Linked DNA regions of Mus musculus: all the other regions are linked to region 2. The links are chromatin contacts, called in public Hi-C and HiChIP or PLAC-seq maps. All regions are on one chromosome and are shown on one strand. The core of a region is the stretch at or near the end of the contact, and the rest is flanking DNA. Distances in the headings are between cores, read along the strand shown.

Evidence for each region. Hi-C and Micro-C count contacts between places; a contact is called where the count stands out from the background. HiChIP or PLAC-seq counts read pairs in DNA pulled down with a chosen protein or histone mark.
Region 1: a contact with region 2 is called in an H3K27ac HiChIP or PLAC-seq map of embryonic fibroblasts, with 6 times the contacts expected there. The contact joins two enhancer-like sites. A contact is called at or near these places in 2 of 115 datasets of contacts at active chromatin or transcription factors (embryonic fibroblasts and fibro-adipogenic progenitors).
Region 3: a Hi-C map of adipose-derived mesenchymal stem cells shows a contact between it and region 2, with 2.7 times the contacts expected there. The contact joins two enhancer-like sites. A contact is called at or near these places in 1 of 484 Hi-C or Micro-C datasets (adipose-derived mesenchymal stem cells) and 1 of 115 datasets of contacts at active chromatin or transcription factors (fibro-adipogenic progenitors).

The regions. Positions count from the first base shown.
Region 1 is chr2:136,918,809-136,922,022 of GRCm38.p6, reverse strand. The region is part of intron 2 of Slx4ip (SLX4 interacting protein); the gene reads right to left. Among named protein-coding and RNA genes, the nearest start is that of Slx4ip, 28 kb to the right of the region's middle. Within about 2 kb of position 1,747, at least 154 of the 459 cell types and tissues checked have an H3K27ac peak or open chromatin away from gene starts, as enhancers often do. A contact at or near this core is called in embryonic fibroblasts, where this site is marked.
Region 2 is chr2:137,596,962-137,599,885 of GRCm38.p6, reverse strand. No RefSeq gene overlaps it. Among named protein-coding and RNA genes, the nearest start is that of Gm14064, 65 kb to the left of the region's middle. Within about 2 kb of position 1,510, at least 26 of the 459 cell types and tissues checked have an H3K27ac peak or open chromatin away from gene starts, as enhancers often do. A contact at or near this core is called in adipose-derived mesenchymal stem cells and embryonic fibroblasts, where this site is marked.
Region 3 is chr2:137,004,930-137,007,955 of GRCm38.p6, reverse strand. Slx4ip (SLX4 interacting protein) reads right to left here. Exons shown (of 8, transcript NM_028834.3): 4 at 2,902-3,022. Among named protein-coding and RNA genes, the nearest start is that of Jag1, 110 kb to the left of the region's middle. Within about 2 kb of position 1,540, at least 26 of the 459 cell types and tissues checked have an H3K27ac peak or open chromatin away from gene starts, as enhancers often do. A contact at or near this core is called in adipose-derived mesenchymal stem cells, where this site is marked.

The sequences.
Region 1 (3,214 bases), core at 498-2,997, 680 kb after region 2:
TAGGACTTCACTGGAGCAAGTAAGTCACAGGAGCAAGGCCTCAGGAGCAAGATCTTGTCCCATCAGTGAGTCTATCTGACCATGTGCTTGTTCCTGTGGCTGTGAGTGTTGGTGCTTCTCTCTGTGTCTCTCTGTTTCTGTCTCTCTCTGTCTCTATCTGTCTCTCTCTCCATACACACACACTTATATGCACAGACATGTACATACACACAGGTATATATGTGCAGATAGGTTTTGTCTGTTTTCTGAAATCCAATATAATCCCAGCTCTTAAGACGAGTAGTACATGTCTTAGAATTTAAACTGAAGGAAGGAGATAAGACATTTTGGCATTATAAGGAAAAGTGCTAATAGTCTTAAAAGCTGGAAAATGCAGATTAAACACATGGGTGTTAGTGTTATGTAGCACTTTTTAAGATCAGTATTCAGATTGACTAAAACTTAATTTAAAACTCCCCACAATGTTAAAATGGATGACGGGTATATTAATGTTCATCGCATTCTTCTGTTTTGTGAAATTTTCCATAAAAGGTTTTTGTTAAAAATCTTCACATACATACTCTTCCCATGATTCCTGCTGTGCAAGGCTGATTAATGTAAATTTTACAGAACACACCCTTCTATGGATAATTTTAACTTTTCCTAAAAATAAACATTCTAGTCACCAACCCAAGGAGGGGGCAGAGGCTGAGGAACGCAGTGTCACGGCAGATGGAGAGTCAGTCGTTGTGGGAAGTGAAAGCCATGCAAGCAGCATCAGAACTGCTGTCCCAGCACCTGATGCCCTGGGCCAGCCTTGAAAACAGTAAGCATTTCATCCCTTTTGGAAATGCTGAGCAGCTGGGAGCTAGCAGTGCTCACCAGTGACCATTAACACTGCTAAGGCTACAGCACACGGTCAGTTGTTTCCTATGCTGCAGGAAGTCTGCAGAGTGCTGAGTCAGAAACAAAGATGCAGACTCATGGATGACTAATGACTCTCTGGAGTACAGTCAGTGCTTCAAAATTTAAGATGTAAGACAAGATTCACACTACTGAAGACTGTCCTGACCCATAATGTCACCTACAGAGTAGAAATCCAGAAATTTTACTAGAATGACATGTTCTTTGATATTCTTCTGCAATATTATGTTTAATCACCACAATACATACACACTGAGGGTTATGAATAACACTAACACGGCTGAACTTTCACACCAATAATAAAACCAGCTGTAAACTGCATGGAAAGCAATCATGACTGGCCTCAACCCTAGGAACCCAGAGAACTTCTCACAGATAAGATTTATTACAACTAACTGTTAAACGTCATTGAGGCCTCTCCACAAACACTTAGTATGATCTGCAAGAATGTAAGTGTATGGAGATAGCAAAAAAAAAAAGCAAACTTTTCAGGTCTCTAAACTAGAGGCTGGTACTATCTAACCTCTGGAGGAATCTAAGCCTTGTTTTTGGACAACTGCCATGCATGAGGGTGGGCAATGGTGACTCATAAGTATGAAGGACAGTGCCCCTGAAGCACAGTTGATGAAGCCAATCTCTACACCTGTTCAACTAGCTTCCAAAAGTTGGCAGTTGCACAGCACCCTTGCAGGATATGTCACTGGGGGATGGGTCACTGTGTCCTACAAAGTGCACTGAGGAGGCAGGAGAAGACCGAGACCAGCAGAGAAATACAGAGACTACAACCCTCCAGGACAGGCCCACAGGGGAGCTGCCTTGGAGTGGAGTCACTGGCAGCCAAAAAGCTGTTCCCAGACCTTACAAGCTCAACAATACTTTGTCAATTCACTCTGAGTCACTCACACTCCCAAATCATAAAGTACCTTTTCCCAGTTCCATTTAAGTTTGTGAAGATTTGCGACTTCCTTCAGAAGAGCCTTAACTAAAATTACACCAGGCCAATGCACTTTTTATTGCCTCTGCATACATTCTCCGGGCAGCTCTTGAGTTTCTTGACCTACTCTGCAGAGATTCTCGTCTCATCCTTGAAAAGCAACATGAGGAGTATGTGCTTGCATTGCCATTTTTCCTGAGGTAACCTGTACAGGAACCCAGTGCCCCCATCCCTCACCCCTCCCCACTGGTGTCTGAGCCTAGGCGGGACAGGGACCTGGCTAAAGGCCTTCAAAGAAGGCAGCACTTCCATAGGAAGATGTACCTACTCCCAGTGGGACAGCTCTGCATCTGAATAGTTGGCTTCAAGTGAGCCACTCCACTCTTGTCCAAAGACAGTGAAAGGCATGCAGGTAAGGGGCCGCACCCCTGTGGAGCACACCCCTTCCCACAGTGGACATACCTAAACCCACAGCTTCCTGGAGGAAAGCAAAGGTAAAGGCATCCAGGCCTGAAGACAGGTGCCAACAAGAAGCCAAAGCAAGTCTGGGCAAGGGCACAGCAGCAGTGTCATCTCAGAAAGCACCCACTGCTCTGAATCAGCAGCTTCTAAACACAGACTAAACTGCTTTTCACTTTGAGAGCTGGGCTTAAAGAGGAAGCAAAGAAGGCAGCCAGCAGAGGTGGAAAAGCTGGGGCTGGCTCAGGCACAGCAGCCTGGGCCTAGTGTCTAGGGCCCTGCTGGCCTTCCTTTGGTGGATAACCATGATCCTTATTTAACCATAAAAAAACAAAAAGGAGATTCTACATGGAAAAGAACAACTGTGCTTTGAGCTGAAGAAACAGGGGTCTGGAGAGACTCATCAAATGGCGCTGGTGACTCCAGCAAACACTTGTGTACAACTCCATCACTGTGGTTAACAATCGTCTACCACAGCAGACTGAGAACAGTACCTTCACAATCTTGGACCGTTCTAAGAAACACCTGCAAACCCTGCTTACACCTTTCCTTCACCAGATACACAATAAAGATCAACAGACCAGCTATAAGATTTTCCTAATAATCAGAACTCAGGTATCTTTGAAAGGAATTTCAAAATAAGTTACTTCATGAAACACCCTGGCAGAAAAATATGAATCACAATGATTAATATTACAGTGGTGACTATTACTGGCAATGCCCAGTAGTATTTAGTATGATGGTTACCTAGCACTGTGCTAAACACATTATATGCATCATTTTTAGCCCTCATAACAGATAACAGAAATACCACAATTAGAGTAGGAGCTGATACTTCTGGTCCAGAAACACACTTAGAACACTAGCGCTTCATCAACTCCAACTCAATTTCTCTGTTAAGATTCCTCACTCAGGTTC
Region 2 (2,924 bases), core at 261-2,760:
ATGCTTATTAGAATAAAGACACTTGCTTACAATTCAAAGAGTGGTCACTTCTGAAATGGAATCTTCATGAGAACTCATTAAAGAATTGTTACATGGACATGTTACCATAGTGAATGTAGCCAATAATTTAGGATGGTTGAGGAGTCTGTATTCCTACACAGCATCTTTATAAAGAGCTATTTTATTCTTTAAGAATTTCACACAATGTGTTTGGGCCATATTCCCCTGCAGTGCTTCCATACATGCCACTTTTAATGGAAGCCCAGTTATGGCTAAACTACTAAGTAAGTTTAGATCCAATTGATGTTCGCAGTATGTTTGGAATATAGAAGAGCCTGGTGGAGGTACTGTCCTAACAGGACTGTTGAGCATTCTACTTAGAATCCTGGTCATCTGGAAAATGTGAGACATTCTGGGTTGCTAGAATCACTATAAAGAGGGTCAAATATGCTTCCAAAACACTTCTTATGTCTGCTTAAATATGTGAATCGCTTTTTGACTGGACACAAAACATTGTCCTGTTCACTCATGAGAAATCAAAATTCCCAGGCTTTAAGGGATGGCATATTGTATGACCTTTTCATATTAAACCAGCTTCCATCATACAAAGCCTTCCAGGATTGTCAACTCATTCACCAGTAGGATTTCAAATGGGAAGATAAAATGCAGATGTAATTTAAAATTATGTTTTACTTAAGCATAAAGGCCCAGAGAATGTCTCTCTTAGATAGCATCTTAGGCGACAAGCTTCTGCACCTCCTGGTCACACACACACACACACACACACACACACACACACACACACACACACACAATCAGCATCAAGTTCAGCCTCAAACTACTGAAGAGGAATCTACATTCAGTGTAACAAAACCCCCAGGTGATTCGTATGCATGGTAACACCTTACAAGCAATGCTGTAAAATACATTTTGAAAACCAGAGCCAAGAACAGTGACAGGAATAATTTTAACCTGGAAAATTTCAAGTATCAGTCTTACAGTTCAATCACCTTGACCCATGAAAGACTTCAGTGGTTCTTCCCTCCGCCCCCAAGAACATCTGCTCTGGGTCAGGATATTTTTTTTCCCCAAGAAAACCTCATATCTGAAGACGGTATGTAAAACAGTACATTTTTGAATCGAGAAGAAGCAGAGATCAGTGTTGCAGTTTGTAGCTTTCTTGGCCCATGAACAAATTTTATTTATACTAAAACTGTCCCACAGAATCAGAACTTTGTCTGCCATTTTAATCGACTCCCCCACAGAGGACTAGCCTATTTCCCAGCTCCACCAGGGAATGCATCATCTCATTTTAGCTGACAAAGAATCAGAGACTTCCCAAATTACTATTCCCAAGCCACTCAGAGACCCAAGCACAGATTCTGAATCAGGTGCGTGTGAACCACGAGCAGGGCTTGTGTTGTGAAGGAAAAGATGAATCCCAAGCCTCTACAAGCAAAATCCTCAAGTTAATAAAAGCCATGCACAGCCTCAAGTCCATGTAAGGTAGGGATCAGCCCGCAGGAACAAGGTTCCCATCGGAACCTTCCCAGCACAGTCATGACTCATGCCCAGAGCCATCTTGTCCCTGCAAGAAAAGCATAAATCATCGCCCATTCTGAAAAATGATGCCAAAAGTGCATTTTATTCAAATGCATTCCTTAAAATAATTGCTGAGAAAAGAATACAAGTGTATTCGACCAACAGCCGACTCTTCAGCCTGTGCATCTGGAGGGAAAATATGTCATGCAGTAACTAAGTGGATTCTAGAGATGTTGGGAATTCCTCTGTGTACTAAAGTCCAGGATCTATGGAGCCTGCTTCATTCTTTTTAAGAAAAACAAAAAAAAACTTTTGCTCTTTCTGTTACATCCAGAAAGTAACTTTCTGAGTATTCTACTGTAAACCCTACTATATTTCCCTCATTTTTATTATTTATTTTCCTTTTAACCAACAGCTCTGAAAATTACATAAATAAGATTTCTATTTAAAAAAATCTTTTTTCTTTTCACTCTCCTAAATCTTCCATTAGCATGAACAGAGCTCCAGTATATTTCATAATTTCATAACGCTGCTCTCCTCCTGATACCCCTCGTTATCTAATCCTCTTTAAATGCACATTTATTGCCTCACATTACCTAAGCTTTTATATATTTCTTGTTACCCAGAAGCAGCCGCTGAGGCAAGGACACAAAGGTGGGTGACTGTTCTAAGGGATTCTGTAAAATGCTAAGGGACCTGTGCTAGGGACGAGCAGAAAGTTCGTGAGAAGTCTATTAGCAAACAAGTCCATCCCTCTGATGTAAGATCCTAAATTTTGTTCTGTCGGCTGAGAGCCAAGCATCTGGGATATTCAGTTGTCAAATCCCTGACAGCCATTATTTGAGGGCTAGTTCTGGGAATATTTTCTTAGTGCTTAGACTGAGTGTGGTAAAAACATTAAAAAAATAATCCCACAACAAAACAATAAAACTCTTTTGAGGTACAGTTACTCATAACGATCATTCTTAGGGATATGAACACAGCAGTCAAAGGGAAAAGAGCAAGAGATCCATAGCATCTTCTCCATCTCCGTTTCCGTTCACCAATCCAGCCCAAAAGGAGCTGCTACTGAGCAAGGATACAGCCAACACTTAGTCGTCTCTAGAAATTGCTGTATGGTTTTGTTCGAAGGCTATTAGCCATGACTTGCCTCCTACATGAACTCTTCTCTTTCAGGCTTTGATGACAATAAATCCTGCGGGCCTACTCCTTTTTCTGCTTGCCACTCCTTTTCATTGTGCTGGGGCATCTTCCTGCAGCCAACCTCGAAAGGTTAGAATCCTCCATTGTACAGAGTCGGTGCTAGATGATCTCATCTGTTGTTACAGCTCAAGTTACTTTCTAACCATATCAAACCATGTACAAACTTGTGTCTCCAAGGA
Region 3 (3,026 bases), core at 291-2,790, 590 kb after region 2:
GCTCAGAAATTAAACTTCATTTCAATACCAAATGCTTATTAATAAGATTACCAAACCCATTCAATGTGGAAATCAGCCGTTTAAGCAAAGAATACTAAGAAAACTGTGGACATCCACATGAAAATGAGTTTAAATTCCATAGAACTTCTGTTTTTAGAAGAAAAATTTTAAAAAACGTTTCACAAAACAGGACTGACAATGATTTCCACAGACATAGCATCTAAGTACTAGCAACAAAAGAAAAAAGTGGTATTTTGGCTTTAGCACATTTAAGGCCACACACACACACACACACACACACACACACACACATGTATGTATGTATGTATGTATGTATGTATGTATATCTATGCCAAGGTAAGCCACCAAGAGATTAAAAAGACAAACCACAGAATTTGAGAAAATATTTGTCAATTACATAGTCAATAAGGAATGTTAATATGCATAATTTATAAAGCCCTCTAAAAACTTTCCCTCAAAAGCCCAGTTAAAAATGGACTAGGCATATAGTCATTTCTCAAAAGAAAAAAAAGATATATGAATAGCCAATGAGTACATAAAAAGATGGCCAGCATCACTATTCACCAAGGAAATAGTACCAAACCAAACCAAACCAAACCAAGACAAACAAACAAGAGCCAAAAAGCCACAATTAGAGATTGTTCCACATATGTCATGATGGCAATTATCAAAGTATCAGAAAATAAGGGTCGGCAAAGGTGTAGAGAAAATAGACCCCTTGTACAGTGAGTGAGGATGTAAAATAATGCAGTCATGCGGCAAATAATATATTAGTACCTCAAAAACATAATCAAAAGAATTACCCTGTGATCCAGACATTTCTAAGTGTATATTTAAAAACCCAAAGTCCTGAAAAGATAATTTGTATATCAGTGTTCACACACTATTGTTCATACGAGTCAGAGCATAGAAGTGATCATCAACAAATGAATGAACAGACAATGTGTCATCCACTATAAGATTTCAAAAGAAGTGAAATTCTGATAAATGCATCACTAGGAATGCTGAAAACCTAACTGTAATGAAAATAAACCAGAGAATAAGATGACAAATATCATATGACTCACTCATGGAAGATACTGACTGTAGTGAGCTCAAGAAAATCAGGAAGCAGGACCTCTGCTACCCAGGGCTCAGCTAGAGCATGAGGACACATTATTCCTAGGTACAAAGTCCTACTGGACAGTGACAGACTTCTGGAGATTGGTAATGGCAACAGTTGCACAAAAATGGGAGCATACTTCTGCTGCCAAAGTAAACACTTCAATAGTTGTTAAATAGTAAATTTTATCTGTACTGTACAACAACAACTTTACCAAACAGTGACACGGGAAATTTTATTTTAGTAATATATTAATTAGGAGGGGGAAACGGTTACAAAACTGTGTATAGACTAAGCTCCCTTTGTCTGTTTAATCAATAAATCTTTTCCTCCACAAAAATGAGGATGTTTTCTTGTCTCTGAGAGAAGCTGGGTACTGAGTATGTAGCCTCAAACACACTTTAGCTGCCAGGGCAGGTTTGGGAAGGGAAGGGTTGGTTGAGAATCAGTACTGATCAAAGCACCTATTGTAACAGCTGCACTAGAGTCGGGAATCGGAGAATCTTGCTCAATTCTTTTCCTGTTGCACTGGTGAAAATATGAGCTTGTCCAGGTCTAATTGCGGTACAAGGAGTGCTTCTCTCATAATTTAAAGCAGCCCTGAGTGGCAAATCCCCTGGAGCATCTCCTGGATCAGTGTTCCACAACCTTTCTAATGCTGTGACCCTCCAATACCGTTTCTCCATACGGTTATTTTCTTGCTACATGATAACTGTAATTTTGCTACTGTTATGAATCATACTGTAAATATCTGATATGTAGGATATCTGATATGCAACCCCTGTGGGTGTCATGGCCACAGGTGGAGAACCACTGGATAGTAATATTGCTTTGTTTGGAAATGAAATTCTCTCAAGCCTTCCAGTTCAGGTAACAAAAACTACTTCTCTATTTATCATCTATACAAGGTAAGCACTCTAGACCTAGAGCGATTTCAGGAGTGTGTAATCCAGTATTTTTCCTAAACATCTTCTGTTAGCATAACGGGGCTCACAGCAGTCTACCACTACAGTCTGATAAATAGCATGCACTGACTGTATCACAGACTGCTATGAAATGCTGATTTTATGTAAGAAACAACCAACCAAAACAAAACAGAGAAACAAAGCAGAAGACCAAGAGAACAGAAAAAACAGTGGAGTGGAGTTCATAAGAACTGGGTCTGGATTCCAGCTCTGTCCCCTGTGGTCACTCAGCATGTCACTGCATCTCTATCACAGGTACTGAGGTAAGTACTGGGGTCAAGAGGAGGGAAGGAATGTGTCAACCTTGCTTTGGTTGCTCTGTGCCCTGTGGCTGTCCTGTCATCCCCGGCCTCTGCCCACTACAGGCAGCACCCACCCCATGCCACTCCTGACAAGCAAAACTCTGCACACATTTCCAAATGCCCTCCAGGAGTATCAGTGCTCCTGTCTGAGAACATTTGAAAGAGAATGACATATGGGAAAACATTCTAAAAAGCAAAGGACAGCGAATCAAGTGATGTCAGTATTAATATAAATTCATTTAAGACTATTTGTCAAAAAACCAAAAGAGACCTTTAAAATGTTACAGTTTCCTTAAGAATGTTTTATTTGCTATTTTTATATATTTTGCCTATCATTAAAAGTCCTTTAGGGCTTTCTGGCAAATGTTTGTTCCTCAAACACAAGTATCGTCATCACAGCATAGTTTTAAATGGATCACTATGCGGACATGACAGAGTGAAATATAATTGCAATCTCTACAAAGCTGAAACTTTACTTTCTTTGTCCAAAATTGCAGTGCTTGTTGCCTACCTTTTAAGGACAAGGGACTGGATCTTGTGAATTCTGCACTTGATGGCTTGCGCTGTTTATAAATGCCCACATACTCCTTAACTCTGGAATCAATGGTTTCTTTTAACAGCAAACAAACTTCCTAA